Linked DNA regions of Mus musculus: region 2 is linked to region 1. The links are chromatin contacts, called in public Hi-C maps. All regions are on one chromosome and are shown on one strand. Each heading gives the region's core, a stretch centred on a gene start, on an enhancer-like site or on the middle of the called end of the contact. The rest is flanking DNA. Distances are from core to core; before and after follow the strand shown. Region 1 has its middle 21 kb from the start of Rbms1. Region 2 has its middle 68 kb from the start of Gm39833.

Region 1 (5,347 bases), core at 2,022-4,521:
CCAGTGGAGAGGCAACACTCATAACTATCTTCATCAGTCTGCACAAAAGAGGCCACTCTTGCCAAGGTTGGGAATGGGGACACAGAAGTTAGCTAACGATATTCATTCGCTGACCGCATCACCTGCCCATCGACAGGCAGATCTAGTCCTGCCTTTTCAAATGATATTTTCTATACTGCTACTGGAAAAGATCTTACAAAACAGCATTCCCAATTGTTTGTGGAAGCTGATTCAGCTTCTCCTACATCCCCTGGCATGTTGAGACCTCCCCTCCCCCCTTCCCCCTGTCCTCAACAGTAAGGAAATGCAAGAATCCACAGTGGTTCTGTTGTTTGTTTTTAAATCTCCACCATGTAGAACCTGAGGTTACCCAAATAATTTCCAGAGATTTTTTTTTTTTTTTTTGCTTTTTTGCTTTGTTTGAGAGTACAGATAGACTAAAACAGTGTACTCAATCAAATGTTGGGCTGCTTCCTTCGACTACCTCTTAAGTTCAGCTCTTGTAACCAAGCGCGCATCTCTTGTGGTCTCAATTACATCCGGTGTTGTGAGCTGGTAGCATTTCCTCCATTGAGAACGCCCCATCATTTGCCAAACTACATTTCTATGAATACAGAGAGAAGAAACCTCATGGCACTAAAGAGTGACATTTAAGAAAAAACTGAGCTTAAGTAGAACTTTAATTTTGAAAACAAACAACCCAAACCCCCAACTCATTGTATGTGTTGTAAACAGCTTGGTGAGATGATTATTCAAATATATAGGTGACAAAGGCACATGCTGCCTGCCTCAGAAGAACCCTGCTTGTTTTTTCTCGAATATATATATATCCATATATATATATATATATATATATATATATATATATCATTCATATATATATATATATATCCATTTGTCTAACAGAGACCAGAGATTCCGTCCCTACACTAGTTGTACAGACTTGAAATAATGGAAGTTAATTTGCATTTCTTAAAATGGTCTTCTCATAGACATGTTTCTTGGAACAGTATTCTGTGCACACAGCTGCAGTCAATTGAGTAAAAGTTACTCCCAGACAAGAATGAAATTCAACTTAACGGTTTGAACTTGCCGGGAACACAGCCCTGTAGCGTAAGCAAACCACAGGATTGGGAAACTGGACGCAGGTGCCCTGCTGGGGAGATTTCTTGTAAACAGCACCCAATGGGAACCGTCAAGCAGGGTCAGTGTTTCTAACCAAATGATTTCCTGTTCTAGAACAGTGTTCACTCTTGCATGTGGCGATCTTATTTTGAAGGGTTTCCCCTCTCTGATCATTTTTAGATTGCGTTCTAAAGATAACAATTCCCTTTTGGAATTGTATTCATAAAGACTAGTTATCACAATGTGTGTGCATAATCATTAGACAGACACACATGTCATGTTTATGGCTAAGCTCCCTAAAACTTAAAAAAACTTTGTTATTCTTCATTCTCAGGCAATTTTATTACCTTTCAGTTTTAGTCTTCCACTCGTTCCTTTATTTCGGAATGAGTACAAGTTTTCTCTGTGTAGCCCTGACTGTCCTGGAACTCACTATGTAGACCAGGCTAGCCTAGAACTCAAGAGAGCCTCCTGTCTCTGCCTCCCAGGTTCTATGCCCACACCACCCCGTCATCTTAGATATTTAAATAGGTTTTTCAAAGATCTGTTGGGGAGGCATTGCTGACTTCTGTTTTGCTACATAATGTACTTCTTTGGTTTCAGAAGGGAATGTTGCCGTGCTGTAACTTGTACCCTGCCTTAGTGTTTTAAGGTCCTCAGTGAGAAAAATGTAACAAGATGCCTGGCTTCTCTGCACATCACTTTTGTCGTCTAAACATCTAGTGTGCACTTTTAAGTTAGAGGTTATCAGTCTGGAATAAAGTCTTACCACATTAAGCCAGAATTAACAAACATACATTCCAGCCTTCTCCATTTGCAGGAAGCAAAACTATTTCCGGCCTTACTTTGCTGACAAAGAAGCCAGACTTTTTTTTTTTTTTTTTTTTTTTTTTTTTTTTTTTAATTCCTCGACGGGACTGGTAAATGGCCTTGAAGACCTTTGTTTATAATTTTTCTTTTTCTTTTTTTTTTTTTCCTCCTGAGGAACTGCCCTCCCTCCAGCAGTGAGATGCTAATTAAAGAGAGGCTGCTGACCTGAAGTGGGTTTAGAAGTCACTGAAGTCACCAAGAATGAGGTGGCAACAAGAGCTGGACAGGAAGGGCCCATTCCCAAAATAGAACACAGTTCTTAAAACTCTCTCATCACAGATCTGCTGGCTTCTAGTAGCTAGAAAAATGTGTCCTTTGGCATAAAACATGTAGGCTTCCAATCAAAGGAGCCAGGGGTTCATACTCTGTGAGAATTTGCCACAACTGACACTAAGTTGTAGCTACGAAATTATAATCTGTTTTAAAGGTATTGGTATTATGTAAACATTAAATGTGTGTTTTAAAATTGAGGAAGGATAATTAATTTGTATATGTTTGTACATGTGTGTGTGTGTCGAGGGAGCTCTTTCTAGTTATTCCTGTTCAAGAATATGGAGCAGCTCACAGTACAAATGGAAGGCTTTTTACTATCTCTACAATCTTTCATTGGAATAAAATTAATGTCACTGATGTAGGGGAAAGGACTACAATGTCTTTACTAATAACTGTTTAGAAAGGAAAAAAAACAGATAAGCAGGCAGGACTGACTGATTACAGTTCTCTCCTTTTAAAATGGTTTGAGATTGGCAAGTCCTGAGCTATAAGGCTGAAGAAGTGCTCGTTAGTAGACCGTGTGCCTGTTGAACACGAAGCCTGAGCCTGAGCCCAGAACTGCAACATTTAATTCATTGAAATGAATTAATCTGCAAGAATCTGATCCTCCCAAAACTCTGTTAGTATTTGTTAAGCAGGCCACTTTGTGAGAGAGACTCATTCCTGTTTATCTTAAGTAGTGGGGTGAGGCTGTACTGACGTCATATAAGGGGATCACCCCGAGTTAGGAAACAGAGCTTAGGCATGCTGCCTCCCTGCACCTCAGGACTGACCAGTGAGCACGGAGCCTGTGGATACCCGCCAAGCCGGGTAACCTCCTTTGGTTCGGGCATAGTTTTAAAGGCAAGAGTTCTAAAATGTCCCCTTGAGCGCCGACCATTCCTATCTTCCAGCTGCTCTTGGCTTTGTGAGTTTCAGAGGCTGGCTCCCTTGCTTCCTGGTATCCACAGCTTGTCTTTCTTCCGGAGTCTATGTTGAAATCCTGTGAGTCACCATGTGTCACTGCTTCTTCTAGCATCAGCTTACTCCTGCCTCCTCGACCGACCGCAGAAGGCTCCTCCTTCCTGCTCGGTGTCCGGTGCCTCGACCATACTCACTCACCGACATTGGTTGAATGAATTGACGAACAACCAGTTAAGGGATGTAAAAATATTTTTAGAGTCTCTTTTATTTAAAAAAAATGCTAATAAAGTATAAAACAACAACAAAAGCAACGGGACAGGAAATAGATGTTTTGAAATTTTTTAAGAGAGCTACTCATCCCTTTAGGTGAAAGAGAATTCCCTATGGGAGCTGAGGCGAAGGCTTATTGGGGAAAGTGATTGCCTTGCAGGCTTGAGATACTAGGCTCTCCCATTCAAAATAGTACTGCTCTGAAGCCCTTCCACTGCACGCTGACCCAGTTAAGCAGCTGGACCTCCAGGCATGTATGATCTTAACTTTACACGCCAAGTAGAGCAGTCATCTTCTCGATTTGTAGTCCAGTCAAGAGGCAAAATTAAAGTTTCTAATACGATTTGAAGAGTACTTTTACTAAGAGATTAATAATTTCTAAAGAAAACAGAAATTTCAAATTACTTTAAGGTAAACATCCTGTGTATATTTATCGTTGCCGGGAATTGAACTTAGGTCCTTACACGTACAAGGCAAATGCTCCACTACTGAGCTATATTTCCAGTTGCAAACATCATCTTCATATTTGCCTTTAAAATCCCTTTTTTCCCGGTTACTGCCCACCTTTGCCCTTTTAGTTGCTCAGGAAGTTAAAAATAAATAAATAAACACCAGGAAAGAGTCCTTCATTATTCATTCCTTTGCATTCTTTTTACTTTTTAAAATGTGCACAGCGGCTCTGAAATTCATTACGCAAAATCAGTTTTAGTTTTTGCTGCATGTCTAGTCACTTGTGGGTGAGTAGACAGGTGATATAATTACATCCAAGCGTGTGATTTTTTTTTTCTTTTTACTTAAAAGTTTTCAACCAGAAGTTGTGTTGACATTCAGTTTGAAATTCAGTTACTTGGCTCTTAGCTCATGGAGATCCAACAGTTGCCCATTAATGGCGCTTTCATTGCCCTGCACTTTGGAAGCCCTAAGCATTCCCAAATGCACTTAGGAGCATTTCCACTCATTAGAGAACCAGTGTTTCTCAGAGCTGTGGCTGAAGGCTTCCTGTGTGAAAACCAAACAAAATGGGCAATAAGAGTGCCATGTGAGTAGAGGAAAATTTTGTTCTTAATATTATAAAATTACAATTTTTTTCCTTCGCCTCTTACATCAATGTAAGAGATCACTTCTGATTCCAGAGTTACAGTAGTATAAAATATAAGTGGATATATCAAGGGGAGGCAGATGATAGATGATAGAGGTAGATAGAGAGATGATAGATAGATAGATAGATAGATAGATAGATAGATAGATAGATAGATGATAGAGAGATAGATAGATAGGATAGTAGATTAGATGGAAAGATAGATAATAGATAGTAGGTAGTAGATGATAGATAAGGTGGTAGATTAGATGGATAATAGATGATAGATAAGATGATAGATTAAATAGATGATAGATTAGATAGAGGTAGACAAATAGATGGGCAGATAGGTGATAGAAATGGATACATATATATAGATAGATGATATATAGAGATAGATGGATGGTAGATAGATAGATGATAGAGAGAGATATAGATAGATGATATATAGATGATAGAGAGATAGAGCTAGCTAGCTAGATGGATGGTAGATAGATAGATCCATAGATACATAGGTAGATACACAGATACATAGATAGATTATGATGTGGAGACACAAAAACTCAAGAGAGTTTGACCATGACCAGTGAATTTGGCTTCCAATCAAAAAGCTAACCTTAGAACCATATAGATAGACTTCTTTGAACCAGTGGAGATCATTATGATTTCTGTGGACAAGATCATATCTTTTAAAAATATGGAATAGGGACGAGAGGGGACAAAAGAGGACAACCAAAAGATGACAACTTGGAATTCCAGGAAGCAGGTGGATGACATGGATACAGAGCTCAGTAATGTTGTATGGGCAGAAAGAAGGCGCTAGGGAGA
Region 2 (5,429 bases), core at 1,842-4,341, 160 kb before region 1:
GCTCACTATGGTGCTACTGCAGATGCCCTAAGCCACCTTCTTTCCTAAGTCTGTGAAGTTGGCCTGGAGGCACAGAGCAAAGAGAATGGTGGGGCCCCTTGAAATTTAACAGTCCCCATGGAAACATGGAAGGGGAAGCTCCAATGTTGCAGGAAGCTAGAAAGAGCTTGATTAGTATCACAGACTGAGTTCACCCAAGCAGAGGTGAAGAGGACAGGGAGTTCAAGACACATAGCGGAGGGCACCTCTGCTCAGGAATGGCTGTAGCCAGAGCTACAGCAGACTAGGAAGAGTCCCGGGGACAGGGCATGGGACCAGCGATCTTTTCTAAGTAGACTAACCTGATCCAGTGCTCCTCCTGACTGTCCTGTACCTGCCCTGCCCCTCCTCTGGATTTTAGAATACTCCTTGTAGCTAGAGTTGGGCTACTTTGTAGGTTCGTTCTTCTACCCCTCTCCATCCCTCTTCTTCCACCCTTTCACACCCCTAACACTAGGTAGAAGAGAAAGAAGAATAGAAGGTAGACAGAGAGAGAAAGAAATCCCCCCAAAAAACTCAGGTGTAGGAAAGGGTGCTAAGTTTTTATTAAACTACTTCCTGCTGATTAGGGACATGGAGCTCCTTTGGGCAATTTGTTCTTCACTGTAAGGATATTTAACTCCTCTTCCTCCTTCTCCTCTTCCTCCTCCTCCTCTTCCTCTCCTTTTTCCTCTCCTTCCTCTTCCTTTTCCTCTCCTCTTCTTCTTCTTCTTCTTCTTCTTCTTCTTCTTCTTCTTCTTCTTCTTCTTCTTCTTCTTCTTCTTCTTCTTCTTCTTCTTCTTCTTCCTTCTTTGTCCACAACTACTTAACAAACCACCACCAACAGTATTCAACAGCCAACAAACAACAACCCACCGAACAGTCACCCCACCACTCAGGGGCCTAGCATTTATATAACCTTGGAAGAATCCCCAGCATTACAAACACCACACACTCACAGAAACAATCAGCAGCTGGCAAAATCACATGACTGCTAGAGCATGAGGCAAATCCTAGTCAGCTGCTGTGAACAATCTGAAGCAGCCCCATAACCCACACCTGGGATTAAAATGAAAACATATTCTCACAATATGTCTGTATTTTTAAAGAAACCAAAATTTTGAATATAAGTCTTCACCATATTCTTCTGTATGTCTGACTACTATATCTTGTTTACTAGGTGCCTGCAGATTGCTGGCTTTCTACATAGCAGGACTGACTTTCTGCTATTGGTTCAAGGGATAATTTGTTTTGACTGCACCACATTCATATTATGTAAGTACACTGTGAACTCTTTCTCAGAAATCCCTCTTTCCCATGTGCCCCCCTTGCCCAGGAACCAATCTTCCTTCTGATAGCATCTCTCTGTGGTTTACTCTTCAGTGTCATAGCTGTAGGTACTTCCTTATTGTTTACACATAAAGCCTGGTGTCTAATTCCCAGAACCACATAATGCCAATGTGAAATTACACATTGTTGTAATTTTAGTACATGGGAGATGGAAACAGAAAGATCTGAAATTCAAGGCCAGTTTCAGATACACAAAGAGTACAGGGCTACAAGAGACCTGTTTCAAACAAAAACAACAACTAAAATCTGAAATGTTGGAGCTTTTTTGGTTTTTGGTTCTGTTATTGTATGTGTTGATGGTCAAACTCAGGTTTTACACATATTGGGCAAGAATACCAGGGAACTACACTCAGCCACTTCACTTCTACACAGAATCTTCAGTGTCCCACTTCCCTGGTGCTTAGTAGGATCCAGCAGGGCCTTTGCCATTGTCCTTCCTGAGAAGTTTAGGCTGAAAAGAAAAATAAAAATCCATAGCACTGTCTTCTTAGCACCTGTCATGTCTGTCCCTTCAAAGTGCTCATCCCAAGGCTACAGGTCTCAGAATCCCCAAGTGGCTGATGATCCATAGACCCTGTGGGTATGTTTCAGCCCTGGAATCCACATCTCTACAATCTTCCCATATGACCATGAGACCAATGGATCTAGAAATGCTAGCCTGGGTCACTCTGCTTGCCTGCTACCACAGTCTTTCAAAAGAAATGCCTATAGCTGACCTACTTGTGTCCTTCTGTCCTGATACCTCAAGGTTTTGGCTAAATGCTCTTTTCATTTTTCATCCAGTCAGAAGGACATGATTCCTGGGGACAGGAAGAATAGATAACGGTCTCCACCCCGTGAATCAACATGGTACCTTCTTATTGCCAAAGTAAAATCATTTTGGTGAGGGAGTGAAAAGAGGTGTCTGCATATTGATAAAATTACAGACATGGGTAGCCTCAGTCCTTTGTACTGATTGTTTTACTAGAACAGAGCCATGTGTACACATGCTCTAATAATGCTCAACCCGATCAAGAGAAACGGAAGCAGCTCAGAAAGACTGGGTCGACAGGCATTTGTTACATTAAGTTTGTACTCAAAAGCCAAATGTAATGGTGCATGTCTTTGATCCTGGCACTGTGGAGGTATAGAAAGGCAGGAGGACCAGGCTGGGCTATATAGCAATCCCAAGGCCAGCCTTGTCTCAAACAACAAAAACTGGCCCAGAGGCTTTGTGTCTGTAAAGGAGAGCCCAACATCAAAGGTGAGAAAAGGAAACAATGGCTTAGCAGGAGAGGATTTTCTAGACCCTCCCAACCTCCCCTATCTGTGAAATGGGAAACAGTGAAAATGGCAGCAGCAAGATAAAACAAGTAGAATTTCATATTTGGAGAAGTAAAACATCACATGACGTTCTTAATGATATCTAGTATTAATCTCCAACTAACAACGGAAGCCAACAAGACGGTTTATGATTATTAAATGAGACACCGTTCCAAACGTCTGGAAAGAGACATGCTTGCCGCAGAGGGGGCCGGGAGAGCAGCTGAGCTTGTTTTTCCTTTGTTTTAACATTTTCCTCCTCAACTTCCTATCACTCCCTTCTCTAGTGAAGAAAGGGGCTAGAGGAAAAAAAATCCTCTTTGTAATAGCTGCTCCAGTTTCTGCCCTGAGAAATCCGCTCCATTTATTAACCACCCCTCTCAGTGAAGAAATTCCACTAAAATTCCTTCAGGGCCTGGCTGCCTTTCAGCTCCTCGCTGCACATTCCTGCCTCTATGTATGTCACCATCTTAAATAGCTGTGCCTTCTGTGCTTTAATAAGGTCTCTTCTAGAATCTTTTTTTTTTAAGAACACAGACCTAGTTTTTGTAAGTTTCTGAATACCTCAGATTGTAAAGCCTCCATAATACTAATTAATTTCTTCTCTGCCTTGTCTGTGTCCTCACTAGTCGGCTAATAGCATAAGGACCAGTGCTGACCTCATTACAATAACTTCTTGCATGGAATCAAAATGATCCCTCCAGGCTGGTATTTGAATTCCTCCCCCTCTGACCCTGCCTCCTCCCACAGGCCTGACGTTAAAGATTTAGGTGTGCATTCATCATAGACTCCCATTCTTTCTAGGTCCCAGATTTGGGCTACTAAAATTTTTAAGAAGATATATTGTTTCTTTGGTAAGTTCATGATGTGACCAAGCATTTCACCGGCTGCATAAAAAGCCCTAAACAATGTAAAGCGAAGCTCTGAATTACTGTCAGCCAAAAGAATAAAAGGAACAGGTTGACTGTAAACATGCCATTGTTTTCAAGCTTGCTTGAAAAGCTTTTAGAAGCTCTTAGAAGAAGCATCCCACCCTTAGGGTATAAACAGTCAGCCAACATTTCATCGTGATTGCACCCAGATGGATGCTTTTGAGGTGTGGTCCAATGAGACAATCTCAGAACTCTCCCACAAATTCATATGAGTAAAGTGTTTTATAAATTCATTCTCCCCATACTTCATCCTTATCCGTCTTAAATCACCCCCAAACTCCCAGTGGCTAATTGCAGCAAAACCCACCACTGAAATAAAGTATTTATGGGCTCTTCTTGCAGATGACTGCACAGGGTAAAAAATACCCTGTCAACGTGTTGGGCTCCTTCAGTGTCTACAGTTGTGGCACATTTCCCAGTGCCTCTGTGAACTTAAGGAAAAATGCTTTGCACATTAATATTGAAGTATCAACTTGGGACTCAGGGTGGTCCTCTTCAACCTCTTTCTTGCTCTAATTCTGTTTTCTGTCTATGGGCATGAGACTATCTTTACCTAAGCAGAAAAGCATCACTCCCACTGATGTTTATTTGTGCGTTTGCATGGTCATGATGCCCCTGGATACCTTGGGCAGCACTGTGATCTTGCTGAATGGTCCTTCATAGTACATAGTCACAATAAATAAATCCCTTAGTCAGGTCAGTTAGATGAAGCTGGATGGTGGGGAGAGACTTTGGAGCCCTCACTGAAAGCTCTGCTTGAAGACAACTATGCTACCCTAAGATATGGCAGCCAGGGAATTTTGTCCAGTTTGATCTGCATCCCTTTTGAAGGAGATCCCTTTTTTCTTCTGCAGATCTTCAGCTCTGCTCTTTATTTGACTGGACTAGCCACTGGGCCTCATATCCACTCCTGTACTCCCTGTGAATCCTTACCTTTCCCTGATAGTGATGCTTCAATCTTATATGAAAGATGTCATCTGGAGGTGGGGATGAATAAGTGGAGATGACTTGAGAATGGCTTTCATCCTGCTGTAATGCGAGGGTAGAGGAGTGTCAGGCTGCACAATGAGGCCCTTCAGAGAGACAACAGGCAAGAGAAGTGCCCACTGCCCTCAACCCTGTGGCACTGGTACCTAAAGGTCTTCCATTAGCTGTTTAAGTGAGCTCCCATCGGATCCCCCATCCCACCCTCACCCCTGAATATTAACATTCACAAATGTTGATTCATTAGCTTGTACTTCAGACCATTTTGTACTTTGTACTTTGGTACTTGTGACCCAAACTACTTTCACTAGAGCCTCTTCCCTATGAATGGCAGTCATGTTCTGTGGGTTGGACTATCTATAATGAAATGATAAGAAACATGGGAGGATACCCACATACTAACATAAAAAACAAGAGCATGGCCCAGACTGAGTAGGCATTGTGGAGATATTAGAAAGTATTACAAAGCTTCCAGGTGAGGGATTAGTGAGGCAGACAACGGTTGATGCAAAGAAAAGGTGAAGGTAAGAAGCTACAATACAGAAAAAGTCAGTGAGAACAATAGGAAAAGCAGAAGATAGGAGAGCTATAAGCTACAGAAAACAAGTTGAAATGCCACCTCAGTGGGAACAGATCTAAGAAAGTTTCATCTAGAAACAAAAGTTTCAAAGAGAATGGAGAGATGTTCCTATTTCAATGCAATATGACCAGGACCCAAAGCCAGGCCAATAATATGACAGCTTTGGCATGGCCTGGGCCTCCAGACCACTGCCAAGAATCAGAAGGTAACCATTATTTCTACTTAGTGCCAGCCCCCTCCTTTCCATATTTCTCCCTCTTCTC

What was found. Hi-C and Micro-C count contacts between places; a contact is called where the count stands out from the background.
Region 2: a contact with region 1 is called in a Hi-C map of embryonic fibroblasts, with 2.0 times the contacts expected there. The contact joins two enhancer-like sites. A contact is called at or near these places in 1 of 15 datasets of contacts at CTCF or cohesin (the NIH/3T3 cell line), 7 of 484 Hi-C or Micro-C datasets (the G1E-ER4 cell line, the HL-1 cell line, the N1E-115 cell line and 3 more) and 1 of 115 datasets of contacts at active chromatin or transcription factors (bone marrow-derived macrophages).

What each region holds. Positions count from the first base shown.
Region 1 is chr2:60,899,520-60,904,866 of GRCm38.p6, reverse strand. It overlaps a transcript of Rbms1 not described here. Among named protein-coding and RNA genes, the nearest start is that of Rbms1, 21 kb to the right of the region's middle. Within about 2 kb of position 3,271, at least 160 of the 459 cell types and tissues checked have an H3K27ac peak or open chromatin away from gene starts, as enhancers often do. A contact at or near this core is called in embryonic fibroblasts, where this site is marked.
Region 2 is chr2:61,056,688-61,062,116 of GRCm38.p6, reverse strand. No RefSeq gene overlaps it. Among named protein-coding and RNA genes, the nearest start is that of Gm39833, 68 kb to the left of the region's middle. Within about 2 kb of position 3,091, at least 48 of the 459 cell types and tissues checked have an H3K27ac peak or open chromatin away from gene starts, as enhancers often do. A contact at or near this core is called in embryonic fibroblasts, where this site is marked.